Regions from separate parts of the Zea mays genome. Here region 1 is linked to region 2. The links are chromatin contacts, called in public Hi-C maps. All regions are on one chromosome and are shown on one strand. The core of a region is the stretch at or near the end of the contact, and the rest is flanking DNA. Distances in the headings are between cores, read along the strand shown. Region 1 has its middle 3.7 kb from the start of LOC100283933. Region 2 holds the start of LOC100285833 (vacuolar protein-sorting protein bro1).

Region 1 (4,216 bases), core at 1,167-3,666, 34 kb before region 2:
TGCAGCTGGCGACACGGGTAACTGCTGGCCAAAGTCATGCTGCTTGTGTTGTGGATCGAAAAGAAAATGTTCCAAAGCTAAGAAAAAACAAGAACACCAAAAGAAAGTGAAATGCAGGAATGCGTCCAAGCAAGTGCATGCTCTCGAAGTAGCTGGTGAGTTTGGTTCTGTTGCTCTTTTCTTTTTTATGTTCCCCAAAGTAATTATGGAGCCCGATCTGCATATCTCAAAATAAATAGGAAGAGAAACTGCACCTCCTGTGCCTCGAGAAAAGTTTGAGAAGAGATTTGGGCAGTCAGATGCATTTTTGGCTTCAACATTGCAAGATAATGGTGAAGGTTGTCGCTTCGACATGCTCAAAAGCCTTGATGATTGCATCCATGTGCTAAGTTGTGGGTACGAGAATAAGACACAATGGGGGAAAGAGGTAACTTTGCCCCATCCTGTCTTTGTTTTTCCTTCTCCCATGTAGTTTCCAGATCAGACTCTTCAAATTGTGTTTGTGCCCTTGAAATAGAATGAAAACTGCAACCTAGCATCCAAGAATACTTTTAGCTAACTCGATGAAAATATCTAGGTTGGTTGGATTTATGGATCTGTCACTGAGGATATCCTCACGGGCTTCAAGATGCACTGCCATGGTTGGCGATCTGTGTACTGCATGCCCAAGAGACCAGCATTCAAGGGATCTGCACCTATCAATCTCACTGATCGTCTCCATCAAGTTCTAAGATGGGCACTTGGCTCTGTGGAGATCTTCCTTAGCAAGCACTGCCCAATATGTTGATTCTCTATTTCCTGATGACAGGTCTCTTAAACCAATATATATATATATATATATATATATATATATATATATATATATATATATATATATATATATATATATATATATATGAGTTGGTGGGAGCATGCAGGTTTCCTATTAGATTCATATGAGTTGGTCGCCTGATTCAAATAGAGTAAACTGAGTTGGTCGCCTGCATCAGATTCAATTCATAGCATGCAGGTTCTCCTTTTGCATATGCAGACCTACCCTACACTTGTGCTGCTACAACTAGCTTTCCAAAGCCTTGGGTGGTGTTTAGGGACTTAGGCACATCACCTTTATATGTCTTCAACATTTTCTCTCATGAAATAGAAGGCACAAAACAAATTATAGGAGCGCTCTCGCTTATTATTTACTCCCTTACCCAGATTCCACTTGTTAAATACGTGTTCATTGTCTTGAGGGCAAACAATGATGGCTAAGGTATGTCTTGCATTCTTGCTTCTTTGAAATTTCTGCTTTCAGTTACAAAAGAATGTGATTCTTTTTTGTACTTTGTTCTGACTCAGGTTTTTTTTGCATATAGTAACCTCTTCCTAAAATGTGATTTAGTTGTACTTGCTGGGAAGTTTATTATACATGTTTGATATGTTCATTTTTTAATATAGATATATCTTTTGCATTCTATTTCTTTACAAAAACAATTGGATTTTAATTGAATAGTTGTTCTCTACGATGACGGTGGTGGGAAATAGGAGTCCTGAATGATCTGGGACCCGTTTCTGCGCAACGACGGTTTATCAAAGGAGAGGAGGCCCCATCTATGCCAGCAAGGGAGCTTGGTCAACTACGGCTACAACATCCTGTCTTTTGTTGTTTTAGTGATATACAACAAAAAATCGAATGAGATATATGAAAATTGAAGTGTACAAAGAAGTTCTCACTTCTTAGACTTTGTTTTTGTGGTATTCACATTATAATTTGATTTATATAAGTTTACTTTATTGCTTGTTTGCAAATAATTTATAAGATATTGATGTTGATAACATATGTGTTATTTGCTTTTATGTGATCATTGTATACTATTTTTTTTAGAATACTTTGTATACCGTCGCAACAATGACATATCCGTGTATAAGTGTCCCCCGTTGCAACGCACGGGCATATACCTAGTAATTTTATGAAGCCCTTGGTTCGGGATACCGAAGATCCAATAAACTCCCTCCGGACCCCGCTCGCTCGGCTCCTATTATGTCGCCCTATATCTTCTCCTTTTGACAAACAGCATATAGGAAACGTTAAAGAATGACCGGACGTACGTATGGCACTACTGTAGCAGTTATCAACCGTCGCCGAAACATTAACCACCCACCCATCATCCAGCAGCCCATGACCCGATGTCATGGCCCATGACCCTAAACCCATGCAGTATTATTATTGCTGCGCATCTAATCTAGATCGGGGCATCGGGCGATCGGCACGGGCACAGCTAGCTGTCCGCCCTTCAAGGGCGCAGGCGGTACGAACCGCCAGTGGCGGGGTGCATGCGCCGCGCGACCCAACGAAACGAGGCAGCTGTACGTGCGTCCGCGGCGTGGCATGGCATGCATGCCTGGCCCCGGCCCGACCGCCCGAGCGAGAGCACCGGCCCGGCGGAGGGTACGTCCCAGATCTGGCGCGCGGCCCTTCCCGGCGCGCACCTCCGAGCGAATCCCTGGAAGTGGTGCGCGCAAGCTAGATGGGTGCTGTGAGCCTGTGACGGTGTTGCATACAGTATCACGCAGGGCCAAATATCCTCAGAATTGCTGGCCCATTGATGCCATGGTAACTTGTCATAAAGTTGTTATAAAAATTATAGTCACAAGTTTTGTTTCACAGGATAATATACACAAAAGCTACAGGTATAACTTTGCAACTTTCTATGAAACTGTGCTAATACATTCAAAAGTTACGGGTACAAAACTTGTATGTGTACAAGTTACGTTATTCGTAAAATGACTTTAAAACATCGTGCCTGTTGAAAAATTTGCTGTCGTAAAATAATATATTTATAAAAAAATGCAAATAAGTTCTGCCATGCAGAATGTTATATTGGCAAAGTGATGAATACAAGTTATGATCATGAAGTCATATACGCATAGAGTTGAAAACGGATGGAAAAAATCCTGTCTCGACCCGTACTGTTTTCTATATTTGATCTGACTGATTTCGTATTTACGGAAAAATATGGAAACGAGACGGAAACGGGAGAGGGCTTATTCCGTCCGTTTTTGCGGGATCTCGTTTTTTCGGATTGAACCCGTATTTATTCCGTATTTGACAAATATGGGACGAGCCTAATATGCATTAGTATATAAACTAAATTCTCGTGTATTTAGGTGACAAATTATAGCACAATTGGCCATTGTAACCACCAGCTCTTTTCAAATGACAAGTAATCTAAAGTCTTAAACAATATCGGATGTAGCTAAATGTACACATTTAGCAACCAAACAACAATAGAACGTTGCATCTATATCTATTTGTTTTATGTTATTATTCTGCCAATAATCACTAGTCAAACATCAATAACATTTCTATTTGTATTAAATTATGAGTTTCCGTCAGTATTTATGTTTCCGTTCGTTTTCGCAATTCCGTTTATCCCGTACCCGCTTCCGTTCCCGACTATTCCGGACCTGATCCCGTTTCCGATGATAAAATGCGGATACGGAGACGGGAGAGGGGTTTTTTTCGTCTGTTTTCATCCCTATATACGCAGTGGCCACTGCTTCGGTTACACCACAGTGTTAGGCATCGACGATAACACCTTGTTGCAACAGTACATATATCTTGTTGCAGAGGCTAATATGTCGCGGCAACGGGTAGTAGAGTCCACGTCACTAGATACATAGTAGTCGTTGGTTATCAGTGTAGCAGTGTATATTTTATAATGCTGTAGCGTCTTCAGTATCGAATAATGACACGTATCGAATTGTGATCTTCAGTATGCATGTGATCTTCAATAATGACCGTCATACCATCTATCATATTAAATGACATCACCAAAAAATATCATTCAGACGCGAGGACGTTAGAAGTAGGGTCGTAGCATATACACATGCTCCCATGCTTAGTCGAATCAGAAGCTCCATTTTTTTTTTCTCATGAAGAGCACCATCCATTGGTAAAAATTTCTAGGACATGGGCCTCAGGCTGAGGGTCATAGACGACCAACAGGCGACCAATAGTGCTCCAGCCTCCAGGAGTTTGGCGGAACTCGATTCTGTGTCTGAATGAAACTTATACTCAATCTCTACAACTATTAAGACTCATCTGTAGACTGCCCCCGCCCTACCTAAAGCCTACCGCACGCCAGCCCCGCGCGAAACCTCCGCACGCCCGCATGTCCCCCGCATCCGCCGCGGATCTCGCCCCCCCGCGGATCTCGCGCTAGCCCACAACCGC
Region 2 (3,805 bases), core at 76-2,575:
AGCATAAGGAATCCCAGCTGGATTTTTAAGGCTGGGACAAGGATGGCCTCTGTTTCAACCGCCATCCTTGTTGATATTCCGACATGATATTTAGGTATTTCAAGCATGTGTCCCTTGTTGCATGGTTTGCAGTTGCACAGCGGCATGGAGTAGTGTTCTGTCTTTAAGGGATCTCCCTAAAGGCTTGGAAGAGGAGACGGGTTTTATGCTCTCCTCTGATCTTTAGTTGAATGTTTAAGTTTTTTGCAAGTACTGCATTGTGTACTAGTACTACTGCACAAATATGAGCGTCAGTGTGTGCGTGTGTGTTGTGTGCTTTGGGTCTGGAATATATGTATGTCATTGGCAAAACAACTTTTTGTCTTGTTCGGTTATTGATATTTCATGTAGACTGGAGTGTATTGGGTGAGATTGAGATAAATTTTGACTTATTATAAATTTAATCCGACTCAATTTCATCCTGGACTAACGCAAAAATGAACAAGCCTTTATGTGGTGTCAAATCCATATCTAAAGAATTTGTAGCTCCTTAAGAACTGTTGATGTATATATTTTTAGGATATGTCTTTAATGGTTCCGCTTTCTCCACTATTTTTAAATACTATTTTCGACAATTGTGACTCTTCTCTGATCTTGCAATTACGATTGTATCTCTCGCTTTTCACCTTTGTGGTTTTACCTCTCTGTTCTGAAAATGAAGTCGTTGTTTGCCGCTCTCCTGAACAGTATTAGTGAAACTCAGAATTAGTGATTAAAAATAAAAACGAGGGGTAAAATCACAATTGCAGGGTGGGAGAAGAGTATAATCACAATTAATTAAAAAAATTCAAGTATTTTTAGGATTAATTTTGATTATACCCTTCTCTCACATTGCACATATGATTTTAACCCCCTTATTATTAATCATTGAGACACAAAGGCAATGGCAACAATACACTACGTGCGTGTGATTTGGGGGAAAGAAGAAAAATAACAGGTATTGTAAAATTTTATGAACATAACCATAGGTAATGGGTTTTTACCAAAAATAATCTCAAATAACCTACTCTTGAAAAGATTATGAAGATTATCGTATTCTAGGCTTTAAGTTATATAATTTGGATCTATAGTCTAAGTATTTATTTAATCGTTGCATTATTTACGCTAGATTATAATATAATCTAGATAAATTATAATATGAAACGAACAGGACGTAATACCAAATCTGAGCCCAGATAGTTGTCATCTGGGCAAACGACGAAGCCCAAATATTGTGTCGGAGATGCAGTACTCGTATTTGGGCCTTCACCGGTATATAACTCGTAAAGCTTAATTCAGACCGGTGATACGCACTGACACGAATCTCACAATTCTCAACTGAACAAGTCCACGTCGAAGAGTCTAACGCGTTCGTTGCGCTTGCGCACTTGCGCCGGCCAATCATGTTGCGGCCGCCGTCTCCCGTCCTCTACGTCCAGGAAAAGAAGACCGCCGTCGCCGGAATCTTCGGCGACCGCCACTTCTTCGACGCCGCCTCCTTCTCTGACATCCGTGCCGCCCGTGTCGCCGTCGCGGTCCCGAACCCGCAGGCCCAGCCACCCGCCTCCCGCCGCGCTCTCCTCCTCCGTTACCATCGCCTCCTCTCCTCCGCCCGTAATGACACCTGCGCCTTCGACGAGACGTTGTACATCACCTGGCACGACGCCTTCCGCCCCCACCTGAAGCACACAGCCGCCTCCCTCCGCTTGGAGAAGGCCGCCATCGTGTTCAACGTCGGCGCGGCCGCCTCGAGGATCGCGGCGACCGTGAGCCGCGCCACGGAGGAAGGGGTAAGGGCGGCGTGCGGGGAGTTTCAGCGCGCCGCGGGGGCGTTCCGTGCGGTTGGGGAGATGATGGAAGAGGAAGAGGCGACGACGGTGGATATGAGTTCTCAGGCCTCGGCGATGCTGGAGAGGCTCATGCTCGCGCAGGCGCAGGAGTGCTGTTTCGAGCGCGCTCTCGACGCAGGGAAATCACAGACAGTGTGCTCGAAAGTGGCTAGGCAGGTGAGAATTACTGACTGCACGCCCTGCCCTCTTCCTGTATATTCCTCTCGTTATGTCTCGGTTGGGGTTTTAACCACATTGCTCGTTGCACAACTTCAGAGATCATTCTTTGCAAAATGCACAAATGCACTTTTAACAGTTTATGACTACTAGCTGATCCAATTTTGGTGAAAATCGTTTTGGGTACTTTAAGGTGAGAAAATGTTTGCTATGAGCAAACACTGAAAAAGATGGTAGGAGTGGGTTATTTATTCGTGTTGATCAAATGGGGAACTGAAGAATGCTCCCCAGTAGATTTGCCAGGTTGGTCAAGAAATATGAATTCGAAATGCACATGTTCCCTTTTGAATGAACCCATGGGGAGGTGATAGGGAATAGAGGGTGTAAGTTGATGCTTTGGAAATTGGCATTAGTTTGGTGCTTTATATCAATTGCATTGTCTAAATTAATTGCCCCTCGTATGAATCAGTTCCATTTCTGGTAACTCCCAGATCTACTTCCACAAATGATCGTGAATTCCTATTATAAAGATGTAAATTCACTCACTTATGACTACTTGTACGTTTTATTTAATCATGGTAACATGTTCAAATAGAAGGATCAATCAATAGTACATCCAGTCACAATTCAATGATGTCCCAAACAGCAAATTTAACTTATACATACTCCCAGCTTTACAAATTATGTACTTTTGACCAGGTTTGTTAATGTATTTTTCTATAATCTTGGGACGAAAATTGAGAAATTTGACTTCATACAAAGCTAAAGTGAACTATAATTTTGAACGGAGGAGTAGTTAGTTATTTTTTGCTGTCTGAAATATGATCTCGTTATGACTGGGAGGGAGTATAATTCTATAGGAGTGACACTGTTCTATAATGAAAATGAATGTTATTTGATCTTTTTAATACTTAAATGATTTTGTCATTCTTCCTGCAGTACTGGTTGCAGTTGATTCTAAAGTTCGATGTTGCTCATTTTTTCTGTCGCTTGGATGCATATTTACCTCGTTAATCACTGCAACACATAACACAAAGTGAATCGGAAAAGTTGGCTAGCCAAGTGAGATTTTAGTCATTAGTTTACATATCATGACGGCCTGACAGGTTGAAGCCTTGCTATCCTTGACAGATTATGATTTTGTACAACTAGTTATCTTGTTGGATTGGTGACACACCAAACATAAAAGTACAAATCTTTGTAAATCGAAACATGTGTAGGAAGAATTACATTTTAAATAGATAAAGTAGAAGAGGATTCAAACTTGGGTGATTGAGTGTACATCCAAACCATAGGTTCTAGAAGTTTGGGGGATTATACCCGATCTTAAAGCTAACAAGTTGATTGAAATATTTAAACAATGTCATCTACTCTTTTCAGTTACTATGTTATGGGATGCACGTCATCAACGAAATATTTAACTTTAGGGCTAGTTTGGGAACACCGTTTTCTCAAGGGATTCCAATTTTTCCAAGGAAAAATGAACTAATTTCCTTTGGAAAAAATGAAAATCCCTTAGTAATAGGGTTCCCAAACTAGCCCTTAAAGTTTAGTTTGGTCAGGGGAAATAAATTCAGAAAGAGAGAACTTTAGAGGGATTAAGTAATTTTATTTTGTTTTATCGACCAATGGTTAGCTTGAACTATACGGGCAGTAATGATTGAAATTTAAAGGAGAATAGAAATTAAAAGTAATTAAATGGATGATCCGAATTTCCCAAGTTGATGACTAATCTCTAGTTGATGGTGGTACTGCTATTTTTGTGCCTTTTGTGATGGCAC

Evidence for each region. Hi-C and Micro-C count contacts between places; a contact is called where the count stands out from the background.
Region 1: a Hi-C map of tassel shows a contact between it and region 2, with 2.1 times the contacts expected there. The contact joins the enhancer-like site here to the promoter of LOC100285833 in region 2. A contact is called at or near these places in 5 of 25 Hi-C or Micro-C datasets (ear, leaf, root tip and 1 more).

What each region holds. Positions count from the first base shown.
Region 1 is chr5:192,736,946-192,741,161 of Zm-B73-REFERENCE-NAM-5.0, reverse strand. It overlaps the pseudogene LOC103628767. Among protein-coding and RNA genes, the nearest start is that of LOC100283933, 3.7 kb to the left of the region's middle. Within about 2 kb of position 2,416, at least 17 of the 20 cell types and tissues checked have an H3K27ac peak or open chromatin away from gene starts, as enhancers often do. A contact at or near this core is called in ear, root tip and tassel, where this site is marked.
Region 2 is chr5:192,702,625-192,706,429 of Zm-B73-REFERENCE-NAM-5.0, reverse strand. It overlaps LOC100285833 (vacuolar protein-sorting protein bro1), which reads left to right and starts at 1,325. Exons shown (of 2, transcript NM_001158723.1): 1 at 1,325-2,024. The coding sequence starts at 1,422.